2 separate regions of the Capsicum annuum genome follow, and region 2 is linked to region 1. The links are chromatin contacts, called in public Hi-C maps. All regions are on one chromosome and are shown on one strand. Each heading gives the region's core, a stretch centred on a gene start, on an enhancer-like site or on the middle of the called end of the contact. The rest is flanking DNA. Distances are from core to core; before and after follow the strand shown. Region 1 has its middle 55 kb from the start of LOC107865395. Region 2 overlaps LOC107863792 (sulfate transporter 3.1).

Region 1 (2,700 bases), core at 70-2,569:
TAAATAAGTCAATGTGATCAATCGGATTTTTTCTTCGTTCACAACCATGTGAATCAAATAAACTAATAGGCTTTTGTAACATGAAAATTGATTAAAAATAAGATTAATTAATTTATCATGAACGAATTATTCATGATTAATTTTCCCATCCATACAGCTAGAAATTCCAATTCGAAAAGCCTAAGAGCAAAAACGGCCCAATTTAGTGGAGCTCATTTGAATTTTCCAACTTTTGGTCCACTTTACATTGTGCTAATGTGTGTGTGCTTATCCCTACAATTTTGTCTTCCATTAAATAACATACATGTAATGAATTTTAGTTGGAAATTGTATCTACCTATCTTATCAACAAACAACCTGTTAGCATATAGAAGTTCAGGGAAATTGTCACGCGTATACAACACCAATAACTATTGGAATATTATTTTTTTAGTCAAAAAATACACTTGCCAACCAGACATTCCTTTGATTTTTCACTACTACGAAAAATCCTCTCAATTCATCAGTAACATAATCTTTTCAGAGCTTCAATCTTGAAACCACAACTAAACTAGGATTTAAACGTTTTAAATGACTCCATTCGTCCCATTTTATTTGAAGTTATTTGATTGAGCAAGAAGTTTAAGAATGAAAGCAGGGCTTTTAAAAGTTATGGTCTAAAATAAGTTGTAAACATTTACGTGGCTACAGATCACCTTATTAAGGATAAAATTAAATATTAAAAGCTAAATTATTACTAAATATTAAAGGGTGTCTTTCCTTTTAAGGAGAGTAAAAAGTTTTCCTTTCAAAACGGACTAAAAAGAAAAAAAAGTGTCATGTAGTAGTAGTGTTTTTTGAGTGGGTGTGGTCGACATTCGTTGAAAACACCTTGACAAAACTACAAATAAAATTTGAAAAAGATTAAAGGTGATTAGTTAAATTCTACATCTAAAATAGACTCGAAAAACATCACCTCAACAATGTATATTACGTGAGTATCTCATTGTATATCTGACGCATACTTTCATGGATATACATTGATATACATGAAATACACACATATACAACAACGATATACATAGATATACGTGAAATACACACATATACAACAAAGATATGCATTGATATATTGCTGGATGGGATACGTACAGATACAAAATTTACACAACGACCAAAATCTGACCCAAAACACTTCAAATCTTCTACAGATAGGCTTTAATTTTCAATTTTATTGTCGCAAAGATGTTGTAAGTTATTGCACCAACATCTATCCGATTTAATAACACTTTTTGAATTTCAAAATTCAAACAGATAACCTCCAAACTTCAATAACAGTGTTCTCCATTTGGTTTCACAGATATTTCAGATTTAGAGATGTCGGATTTTTTTGGTTTCACTTTCCTAGGATATCGTTTTACCCATTGTTGTATGGTGAGTGGTCGTTCGAAGAAATCGAGGGGTAAAAATGACGTGTTACGACGGTATCTTAGTGAATGATGGTGAAGAATCTGGAGGATACGATGAAGAGTGTTTGTGCACTTGGTTATTAGTTTATCAATTTTTTTTATTAAAATTGTGAAGCATCGCTATTAGTGCTGGTATAATGTTTGTTGAATACTTGAATTGCAAATTTGCAATTAGTCCTAGCAGTGATTGAAGCCCAAAAAAGACTCATGACATTGACATGAACCTCCAAAAGCCTAACAGAGAGTTAATGACCATGTTATTTACTATTCTACTTCTAGTTGTATACAGTCGGATCTTTCTATGAAATCACCTTTTTAGTTATAACATCATTTTACTATAGTGACATGATTTTCTTCAAAATCAATTTTTCATCTTATATTTTATTTCTCTATAACGACATTCGACTTATAACAACAATGGCATTATTGTAGCAGTACACTATATATAAAGTTACCTATCTATAATAGCATACTCAAATATTATGTAATAACATTTCATAAAAAAATATTATGTATAAAATAAAATAGCAAAATATTTATGATAATAATTATTAATGTCATGCATACAATAAATTTCAAGTATGAATATCTAATTTAAAGGAAAAAATGTATTTATATGGTACACATCCGTTATTTCATAACTTCACGAGGAAAAGACTTATTAATAGTTACATTTTTTATATTCATGCTCTTTTTAATTTTGTATACTTTTGTTTATAACAGGTAAATGAAATCTGAATGTCAAATGCCAATAGACATATATAACAACACCTCTCTATAGCAGTCATGATATTTTCAAACAAACATTATCGCTAGGGCTGGGCATATTTTGGTTTAAACTAAAAAAATTGAAAAATCTAACCGAAATTTAATTTTGGTTTGATTTTTTGGTTTTTCGGATTGGTTTCGGTTTCAAATTTTAGAAATTTGGTTAAACGGTTTGGTTTTTGGATTTACAAAAAAAGAATTCGGATAAACCGAAAAATCAAAATTACATAAATAATATATTATAATATATATATATATATAATTTAATATATATGTAAATACACTAAAAATATAATTTGATATAACATATAAATATATAAATTATAATCATTTAGTAACCCTAAATCCTAATATACTGTTTTGCTTTAGACCCTAACATTAACGTGAAGGCTGCAGCAACGCTCAACCATCCTCAGTTCGTCAATTCATTTGAAATTTCAACATGACAGTCGTTTGCTCAGTTCATTTGCTCAGTTCGTCACTG
Region 2 (2,700 bases), core at 149-2,648, 80 kb before region 1:
ATTAACAACGTGATCAAATATCCATATCTACAAATTTGTAAGGAAATTTGACTTTTCGGTGATTTGTGTTTTTTTTGGACAAAGAACACATAATTTAGTGGTTTAGTGATTTTACTGTTACAAAAATTAATTTTGTAACTTTTGCCGCTAGAACCAGTTAATTTAGTGACATTATTATCAATGATAAACCAAGAATTGTTTTAAAAATGTTCAAGATTATATATATAAAATAATTTTTAAATTTTTTCGACGAAGCGTGGTGAACTGGCCACCCTTCACTACCTATGGTTATGCCACTGATTACTATTTACAAAATTAACTTTGTGACTTTAGTACTACAAGTAGTTAGTTTAGTGATATTACAGTTACAAAAAATATTACTTTGTGACTTTATTTAATATTACTAGGATCAAGTTTAGAGCCTGTTTGAATGTTTTAGCTTATATGCCAAAAGTCAATTTTAATTACTTGTGATCACTGTTGGCTTATTTTTGTTTTTTTTGGGCTTAAAATTAAGTACATAAAAAACTTTTTTTTTATTTCACAAATACTAAAAAAATGCTTAAAAACTATTTAATTAAAATTACTTAAAATAAACCAATCCAACGAAATCTTAGTTTCACCCTCCATTGCCACCTACTTTTTTACCATTTCCTTAATAAGATTTTGTCTTGTCTCTTTCTGCATTTATTTGCTACTTTTATTTTTGTCTGCTAGACATTATCCATGGTCCATATAATCACATGCTGATACATGGACCCGACTGAGACATGTTATTTCAGGTAAAAGTAGCTTTCAGGCAAATAAAAGAAAGAGAAAGAGTTGGGAATTGTTACCAGTAGTGAGGTAGCAGGAAGTGCAAGAGCCAACTATGTTCATCATACCAAAAGCAATCATCTCTTTGTTGCCATCTATATTGTAGTTCTTGTACATTGCAAAACTTCTCCCCACTGCTATTCCTTCCTGTCTCATCAGTCCCCATCAAAGAGTTTGATTTTATGAATATTTTTTGTCTTGAGATCATGATGAGTCTAACATAATCTTCATTTCTAAACATATTTTAATACTTACAACTACAAGTACATAGAATACAAAATCTAATTGGTAACTATCATTGAAAAGTCATCGGATTTTAAGTTCACGGCACTATATAGTTACATGATATGAATTGACCACTTATGTTTAATATTCGACGATCTTTTCAGCTCTTTACGTGACACAAACCTCAAGTCTACATGTTGATTAGCTATGTAGCTTGGATTTTTGAAAATTATAGATAATACTAAAGCTAACTATTTTCCCTTTGAAATTTTTCAAAAAAAAATTGTTCAGTGGATATTCTGACTAATATTTTGGTTGAATCAGTGGGAAAAAAATAGTAGTGTAAAAATGAGGAAGTTTTCCAGTGTTTCACCAAGAATATGTTTTCCCAGTGAGCAGGTATGATGGGAAAATGGATGGAATAATCATGCTTCATAGCACAAATTTCTCATTTAATGAGTTGGAAAAAATCTCTATTTCTAATAATGAGACAAAATATGAATGAGATAACATTTTTGAAAAGTCCAAACAACATAGTTGATAAGTAGAATAAGTGTTTTACCACTAGAACAAGTTTCACTAGTTAAATTCTAATCAAATTGTGACAAATAATGCAAAGTAGGTGAAGAACGAGGACAAAAATAAAGGTTGGAAAAAGCTTACAGCAAGAGAAACGACACCAGTGACTATGCCAGTTTTGATAGCTGTAGAAAGATAAGTGCCTCCAAATGACAAATCGGTTATTGACAATGGATTTAACCCTTTCTTCAGCTCCCCTATCTGTTCATTTTTTTTTCATCACATAAACCATATCCTGTTAGTCCACTTGTCCTTTAAATCATAAAACTCTCAAATTATCACATGCTATTTTTTGGCTTATAAATATTGAGTAGATAGAATAATAAAAATTAAAGAAGGGGAACTTAATTTGATCGTATCAAGCCCTTAATAAACAAATTACAAATTACATAAAAATCGAGTTAGATATTAACATCAAATGCATTGCAACTTCTATTCCAGGCCGTTACAGACCTACATTGATTTTATCCACTTACTATATATGAACTTTTATATTACAAAAAATAGTTTTAATAAACAAAGATATTATTGAGAACCCAATGTTAGAAAATAATTTTAGAGTAAAGGCAGCCAAGTAGCCGTAACTTAAAAATCCTGGATCCACCAGAGTGTAAGTTGGTAGGTAGGTAGAGATGTACACAACTAATTCTTCTTCTTCTTCTTTACGACTTGAATAAAGAAATTATCACATAATGATGGAAAGTTTTCATAACTCACGTCTCTCACTCTAATACCATAATATATATCTCAACAAATATGATGAATTATCAGCTACAATAATCCAAAAAAATTGCGTTCTATGTCATCAAATTTGAATGTTAAATTGAGCAAATTCTAGGAAAATGAAGTCGCCATTTAGAAATGTCTATTTCAAAATGTGAAAATACATTGGATAATGGGCAGAGCAATGATTCAATCAACAACACATATGCTGGGCCAGTGTTCTTTAAACATTGAATATCAGTTAATCATGGCATTGGTAGGTCGTCTATTTAGAGAAAACGTGTGCAATACCAAAACCACAAGAATCACAATACAACTTCAACACTTCAAACTCAATAATCCAAATAGCAGAAATAT

Evidence for each region. A called contact is a pair of places that touch in the nucleus more often than the background predicts.
Region 2: a Hi-C map of leaf shows a contact between it and region 1, with 4 times the contacts expected there. The contact joins two enhancer-like sites. A contact is called at or near these places in 5 of 5 Hi-C or Micro-C datasets (bud, leaf, pericarp and 1 more).

Annotation. Positions count from the first base shown.
Region 1 is chr3:63,019,925-63,022,624 of UCD10Xv1.1, reverse strand. No RefSeq gene overlaps it. Among protein-coding and RNA genes, the nearest start is that of LOC107865395, 55 kb to the left of the region's middle. Within about 2 kb of position 1,319, at least 2 of the 5 cell types and tissues checked have an H3K27ac peak or open chromatin away from gene starts, as enhancers often do. A contact at or near this core is called in bud and leaf, where this site is marked.
Region 2 is chr3:63,100,504-63,103,203 of UCD10Xv1.1, reverse strand. LOC107863792 (sulfate transporter 3.1) reads right to left here. Exons shown (of 12, transcript XM_016709927.2): 6 at 1,705-1,821; 7 at 837-963. Among protein-coding and RNA genes, the nearest start is that of LOC107863792, 4.7 kb to the right of the region's middle. Within about 2 kb of position 1,398, at least 4 of the 5 cell types and tissues checked have an H3K27ac peak or open chromatin away from gene starts, as enhancers often do. A contact at or near this core is called in bud and leaf, where this site is marked.